Linked DNA regions of Zea mays: region 2 is linked to region 1. The links are chromatin contacts, called in public Hi-C maps. All regions are on one chromosome and are shown on one strand. The core of a region is the stretch at or near the end of the contact, and the rest is flanking DNA. Distances in the headings are between cores, read along the strand shown. Region 1 holds the start of LOC100191898. Region 2 has its middle 50 kb from the start of LOC103629201.

Evidence for each region. A called contact is a pair of places that touch in the nucleus more often than the background predicts.
Region 2: a Hi-C map of ear shows a contact between it and region 1, with 2.7 times the contacts expected there. The contact joins the enhancer-like site here to the promoter of LOC100191898 in region 1. A contact is called at or near these places in 3 of 25 Hi-C or Micro-C datasets (ear, endosperm and leaf).

What each region holds. Positions count from the first base shown.
Region 1 is chr6:37,451,189-37,455,050 of Zm-B73-REFERENCE-NAM-5.0, forward strand. LOC100191898 reads left to right here and starts at 1,945. Exons shown (of 23, transcript NM_001360691.1): 1 at 1,945-2,168; 2 at 2,836-3,041; 3 at 3,125-3,254; 4 at 3,380-3,541; 5 at 3,629-3,862. The coding sequence starts at 2,875.
Region 2 is chr6:37,614,207-37,618,068 of Zm-B73-REFERENCE-NAM-5.0, forward strand. No RefSeq gene overlaps it. Among protein-coding and RNA genes, the nearest start is that of LOC103629201, 50 kb to the left of the region's middle. Within about 2 kb of position 1,900, at least 8 of the 20 cell types and tissues checked have an H3K27ac peak or open chromatin away from gene starts, as enhancers often do. A contact at or near this core is called in ear and leaf, where this site is marked.

The DNA.
Region 1 (3,862 bases), core at 695-3,194:
CCCTCTGTGCCATCGTGGACCGTCCGACCCGCAGGCATGGACCGTTCAGCCCTGTGCCGCAGACCGTATGCGCCTCCGCAGAGAGCACAGCCAGATAGTCCTTTCCAGTGTTTGGCGCTTAGATCGTCGCCAACACTTAGTACTTGCTAATAAAATTTTGACCAACAAAATTAAAAGCGATGCTCGACCTCAACGCATTTCTTGGTAAACCTTACACTATACTTTTTTCCCCACACTTGTTGAGCGATGACCGCATGAGAGCTCACCTTGCTATAATCACACTAGGTAAAGAACATGTACCACCAAAGGAGGACTACTACGATGAGTTTGGAGAGGTCTAGACCGTCGTCTCCTAGTCAACTATGGTTGTGGAGGATCGTTGTTGTCATATGGTGTATTTTATTTAGTTATTTTTGTATAGAAACTCCCTTATTTAATAAAGTTGTGGCATTGAGTTCTGTACCATGAGTCATTATTGTGCGAGACTTGATCCTGACACACATGTGAGATGCATCTGTATTTGTCCTTAAATCCGGGTGTGACAGTTGAAGGACAATTCCACCCTAAAGCTCTCCCTACGGCCGAACAATTCTACCCCAAAGCTCTCCCTACACCCTTTCGGTTGCAAGGGGATTAGAGGAGATTAAATCCCCTTCTATACAATTTTAAATAGAAAAAAAAGTAATCCCCTCCAATCCCCTCAATCCACCCCTAACCAAACAAGCTCTAAGAACTTGTTCATTTAGGCCATCTCAAACCACATGGGATATCCACGCACTCTCGCTGCCACTCAGTCCCCTTGTGGGTTTAACTCGTTGCCACTGCATCACCGTATATCTGTGTCATCTCGCGTGTCGCTAGTTTGTGAGACATGAGTTTCTTCCATGTTGGACTCGTCGGTTATTTTCTGAACCGTGTGGTAAGGAAAAGTCAGAATAAAATCACGAGCATGTGTTTCTCTATGAATAGAGATTGTACCCGACCGGAATGTCCCATGTGGTTTGATTTGAGATGGCGTAAACGAACATGGCCTAAATCTCCTTTGATCTACCCTAACCAAATAAACACTAAGTGGGGGACTTGTGCATGGCAGCGTTGGATGTGGCCTAACCCTTTCGTAGGTGGGTTTTTTTTAGTACGTGCTACTAATCTCTTGTAGTGGTGTATTTTGTAACTTATTTTTGTTTTAATGAAACAAGCGTTAACGAGCATGAATCACCGCCTAAGCAAAGCTGCTTGATGGTATTTCCTTGAGCACCCTGGTCAAAACGCATCAAAACCCGGTCAAAAGCGAACCTGAGACTGATTCTTAACAGCTCACCGGGAAGAGTCGGTACACTAATCTACTACGCTGTGATTCAATAAACAAATCAGGACAAAAGACATGTACATTTGGATAGATCTCCTTAGCACTCAACGCAATAATCAAATCCAATCAGCACCTACCAAAAGGACCGCTAGTATAATAGACAGTTGCTCCATGGACCGATAAAAAAAAGTGATGAATCCCGGCCGTGAGAATGTATATTTTTTCATACAGTAACGCCAATTTCCGTCATGATTTAGAGAGTTCAACCACAAAATTGTTACCCAGAAGCAATGAGCTTATTTGTTTATAAGTGGATAAAAAGGAAAGAGAACGCCACCTGCAAGAAGAAGAAACCAGAATCCTTCAACACCGCGCTTTAATTAAATCTTTAACAGCAGAGTAGAAAGTAACTTCAAAATTAAATTGAGACGCTTCAATCTTACTGTAACGGCAACAGAATAAAACTGGATTTACTGTCCAGTGTCCAATTGTTTTTCCCCCTCTCTCTCTCCCTCATGCCGGCTTAGTAAACAAACATGGTTGAAAGCTCGAGCGCGTCGGTGTTACGAATTGAGCTGCCTCCAAACAAAAGGCAAAGATAAAAGGCAAAAGCTGGAGAGAGAGAGGGACGAGGGAGGGAGGCCATTGATAGAGACCACGAGCTGTTCTAGAAGTCACCGCGCTGCAGCCTGCAGCTCAGGGGGGCCTGTTCCCTGGATCTCGCCATCGCCATTGCCGCTGCCCCCCACCTACTACTCCTGCTCCTAGTCCTACACCCCTCCTACTCCAATCCAAGAGGTGCTTTGGATCGCATTGCTTCGTGCTAGAGTTCGGTGGTCAGCCTGCGTGTGGGACAGTGGTACTCCCTCCCTGCTTCTTGATTCGTCTCTGTGGTTGTGTTTTTAGAGCCACTGCTTTCCCCCCTTATCTTCATCTGGTAGAGTGGGTTTGATGTGGCTTCCTGCGAGAAAGATCTCACTTTGATAGTTTGATGTCTTCATGATCTGTCTGAGGTTTTTCGGCTTGATTTCGGCAGCTGATTAAGCACCCGCAGATACCACTTTTTTTTTCTTCGAGTATCCGCTCTTGTTGGACTGGATTTCTGAAGTGCTCGCAGATTGTCTGTTTATTTATATCGTGTTGCCTCCTTGTTTCTGATTATTCCAATCTTCTGGACAATTTTTTCCCTTCCGTAGAGCGCGAAAGATCTCATTTTGATCTGCTAAACAGCTGCAATTGTATCCCAATTTGCTTCAGTCTCCACCACTGGATATCTCATTGGGGTTTCTCCAAGATTTGCATCTGCATAGCGTTTGTCTCGATGCTGTTGTCTGTTCTGCATTTGCTCCTAGTGTCCGGCATTTGTCTGTCTCTTCATGCTGCTCCCATGATCTAGGCCAAAATTTGACAACTGGCCCATCCAATTGACGTCTTTTTATTTATTCTTATACATTGTCTGGCTTTATTTTCAGTTCAACTCTTTGAGGATTTGGCAACTGTATTTTAAGCATTAAGCTTCAACGCAGAATTTGAAATTGGCGGGGCTGTTGTTCAAAGAATTGGAGATGGACAGGAAGAATTGTCCTCCATCGCCATCGCCAAGATCGACCGAGAAGTCTGGAAGAGAATTGAGATCTGGGGAGGCCAATGTCAGCACAAATACCAATAGCAACCTCATCGCAAAAGGTGACAAGGAGAAAGGAGTCAATGTGCAAGTCATTCTAAGATGCAGGTGGAGAGGGCTCAGTAGTTAAAGCTTAAAAGTTCTGTCTAATTTTGTTTTTGTTATCACAATGTGTGATTTGATACATTCAGGCCGTTGAGTGATGAAGAAACAAAGTCGAATACTCCTGTGGTTATTTCGTGCAATGACCGTCGCCGGGAAGTTGCCGCCACTCAAATTATTGCCAATAAGCAGATTGATCGCACATTTGCCTTCGACAAGGTATTATATCACTTTGTCGAGCAATTTCTTGACTGTTTCGTTCATACTTAGAATTTACCTAGTCTTGTTTACTTAATCTCTGTGTGTTTTGACCTAGATTTAGTTAACTATTTCATTTTGAGTAGGTTTTTGGCCCATCGTCCAAGCAGAAAGATTTGTTTGAACAATCCATCTCGCCGATAGTAAATGAGGTCCTTGAAGGTTACAATTGCACTATTTTCGCTTATGGGCAAACTGGTACCGGGAAGACTTACACAATGGAGGGAGGTGGGACTAGAAAGACCAAGGTAAATATTTTGTTATGCATATAATCTGAAGGTGTAGCTTGGATCTGCATTTTAAATGTTATAACGGGTTCTTCCAATGTCCACTAGAATGGTGAACTCCCAACTGATGCTGGTGTTATCCCAAGGGCTGTAAGGCAAATCTTTGACATTCTCGAGTCTCAGTGCGCAGAGTATAGCATGAAAGTCACCTTTCTTGAGCTTTACAATGAAGAAATCACTGATCTGTTGGCACCTGAAGAACCAAAATTCCCTGTTCTTGAAGACAAGACGAAAAAACCTATTGCCCTTATGGAAGATGGAAAGGGATTTGTTTTTGTGAGA
Region 2 (3,862 bases), core at 650-3,149, 160 kb after region 1:
ACACATACATCCATCGATCGAACATAAAAGCAAAAGCAAACAAACAATGGGCGAGCAAACGCGCGCGTGCATATGCATGAGCAATTGAGCATGAGAGAGAGAGAGAGAGAGAGAGAGAGAGAGAGAGAGAGAGAGAGAGAGAGAGAGAGAGAGAGAGAGAGAGAGAGAGAGGTGGATCATCGAGGAGGGACAAGATGTTTATTTCACATGCAGATGACTTGAATATGTCACTGCACGCACGCGCTCACAGCCGCGTCAGCAGTCAGCAGTCAGCAGGGCCGGCCGGCCGGCCATAAAAGAGAATCTGGTCTGATGAATTCGATCGATTGGAGATAAATAGATGGTCAGTTTATCGGCCAGTGAGAGTGAATGAATACACACGCTAGTAGTAGTAGCTCCAAAAGAGCCCTCATCACGCACTCATCATGCCCACTCACTGCAGCCACTGACCTAGCTCTCTGACGGCGATCAGTGCGTGGAGAGTACTGCTGCTGAATTCTGGAAAGAGAGACGTACGACTTGCATTTGCATGGGCATGAATTCAGCTGGAACAGAGACGACGACTTGCATGGGCATGGCTTGGCGCAGAGAGAGAGAGAGAGAGAGAGAGAGAGAGAGAGAGAGAGAGAGAGAGAGAGAGAGAGAGCTTCAATTCAATGGACAATGCATGCCTAGCTATTAGGGAGTGCGGGGAAGGAAGAGCATGCAGCGCAAGAGCAAGAGCAAGAGAGCAGGAGGATTGTGCTGTATATTCATCGTTCAAGAAGAAACACTAGTAGCCAGCCACACACACACACTGTGTGTACCTAGTACTAGCTCGGTAGCGGTACTGTAGTACATGTCTTTTGTAGGAGAGGCTGGCTGTGTGGAGTTACTGCGCGCATGCTGATGCATGCACGCAGCAGAGACGGCCGCCGGGCGCACGCAGCCTGCAGGAAACCAGCTTTCTTTTGCTCAGGTTGATGGAAAGAGAAGGCTATAGAGAGAGAGAGATGCTACGGCGCCATGGAATTGAAAGATGCATGGTGCATTGCATTGCATGCATGTACTCTCTCTCTTTCTCTCTCTCTCAGCATTTCAAACCTTTTTAGTTTTTAGCAGCAGTACGTACCACAGTCCTTGGTGCTAATTAATTAATTCACTTCGCTCTCTGGGCAGGAATTGATGCATGCTGCGATGCAATGCAATGCAATGCGACTTCAAGCCCTGCCTGCAGCCTGCTTTGCTGCTCGGAGCTAGCAAGCTAGCTGTACAGTACAGTACTACAAGGCACATGTACACACGACGCTAGTAGAGTAGTATATTAAATATTGTTGGAATGATCCATCAGATCAGGGATCGGAGAGCAGGACGGATGCATGAGATGGCCCTCTCTCGTATTAATGATAACCCGCGCAGGATCAGGGATGAAATCTTAGTACAGAAGAGAGCTGCACGCAGCAGGGCCTCTATATATATATATATATATATATATATATATATATATATATATATATATATATATATATAAATGACTGTTTGGTTCAGCTTTTTTTCTTTCTAAACAGTTTTTCGATGGATCTGTGCTGTTGAGAGAATCTGAGTACGTATCATAGAAATTACATGCGTCGGAAGATAAAAATAGTCTATACATAAGGCCAATTTAATTTCCAATTTGGAGAGGAACCACGAGCTACTAGATAGACAAGCGGCAGGAAATAAGTCCAATGACAAAAAAAAAGATGGATGGGAAAAGGCGAGTGAGTGGACTGTTTCTGACAGACATTAACTTTGTCAACTTTGTCGAGCCAGGGAAGGGAAGAAAAGAATGAATAGAATTATTGGCTCCTCCGTGTAAAGGATCGATGGCAAGAGAGAGAGAGACAGCGCGCTATATGGCTACTCGCTACTTTTGCAGGAGCATGACGTCGTCGTCGTTGCCTCTTGGCTCTTGCTACCACCATGCATGCTAGAGTCTGCATGCGCAGCAGCCAGTGCTGCTGTTGCTGTACATGGATCGTATTCCCGAGACCCAGAGACAGACGTCTAGAAAGAAAACCCCAGTCCACACAGCTGCAGAGACAGGAGAGAGAGACGGATGCTTCTACCACTGCTAGCTGCACCAGCCAACAATAAATACCTTTGCATGGCAAGCAGTAGGATCTACTTGCACCGCAGCTACGCTACGGCCTAATAATAATGTTAGGATACATCTATATGCCAGTCAACTCATTGGCTTGCGATCCATCAGACCAGGTGATTAGGGCCTGTTTGGAAGCTTGATAGTTTATAAGAAACTGGTTTCTTATCTCGATTTTCAAAAACTAGTTTCAAAAAAAAAACTGGTGTTGCCGTTTCGAAGCCCGTTCCTAGAAACTGGTTTCTAACCTTTTTAATTGAAAATGTCAATCAGACCGGCCGCTTCAGTTTTTATAACGTGAATGACTATTCCGTGAAACGTTTCCGAACGTAACAGCTTGCTTCATTTTTCAGCTCATGCGTGCAGATTCAGATTTGAGCGCCCATTTATTTATTTTCACATACAGCGTCTCATCTTTTAAAATGCTACTACTAATGATCCTGGGTTCTGTATGAGTTGTGACAAAGGGCCGGTACGCATTACCATTGAAAGTTCGAACAGAGGTTGCTGAAATCATCGCCACATCATGAACGGGGATGCAGATGCTTCTCTGAATTCTGAAAAAGGACGATCTGCATTACCATTGAAATGCCATTCATAAGAACGTCGCCATTATTCATGAATATATTCATATGAGTTGCATGATCTATTTGTCTGAATTCTAAAAAAGGCTCTCCACATATATATATGGCGCCTGACAACCTCTTCTTCACACAGGTGAACTCACTTCGTATGAGTTGTGATCTGATAATGCAGAAATGCAGACATGCAAAAATGAACATTTAATCAGAGTTAAAACTGAAACATAATGTTTAGCATATAGCTCTGCAGGTGAATGTCGCCGCCGCCGTGGATTGTATCAGGGGCGCCGAGTGGGCGGCGCAGGCTTTGAGCGGCGACGATGGAAGGGGTGGGATCCGGTGAAGGTGTAGTGCAGGGGCCGGCTGTCACACCCGGATTTAATGGGTAAACCCCGGTGTGAATCATATGTACACCAAAAAAGATCAATACATACAATAACTCAGTGTATAGAGACGAATGTCACAAACTTTATTACATAGCGAAAATGTCTTACAAAATAACTGATAATAAATAAATCAAACTAATATTATTTCAATAGCGCCATCAAGCTGACTAGGAGACGACATCTATATCTCATCGAACTCATCGTAGTAGTTCTCCTCCGGGGACACCTGCTCTTCATCTGGGGGTATTGCAAGGGTGAGCTCACAGATGTTCATCGCTCAGCAAGTGTGGGGAATAATGTGCATGAGCTTACTTACGATGGAGGCTCATGCGTAGTGTAAGGCCGATTAACAAATAATGGTTAAGGCTGAGCATTGATTTTAATAAGTTGGTCAAATTTTATTAGCGGTTATTAAGTATAAGTGTATACCATCCAATAAAATAAGAGATCACAATTGATAAATAATTCCCACAATACAATGCATATGATAGATTAAGTTTAATTCCATAAGTTACTCATGTGAGAGTCCTGAGTCGCTCTTGACCACGAGCACGACTGATATACCGGTTTTACACTCTGCAGAGGTTGCACATATTTACCCACAAGTCATGTTACTCATTTACCAAGGGGTCTAGAAATCCCATTCATCTCTACCGAGAAGACGAGGAAGGGTAGCACTACGAGGTCTTTTCAAAATTCTGTTAGTTCGATAAAGCCCGCTACAGATTCAGGAAGAAGGAAGCATAGGAATCTCTCATCCGAAAAGCTTTACATAT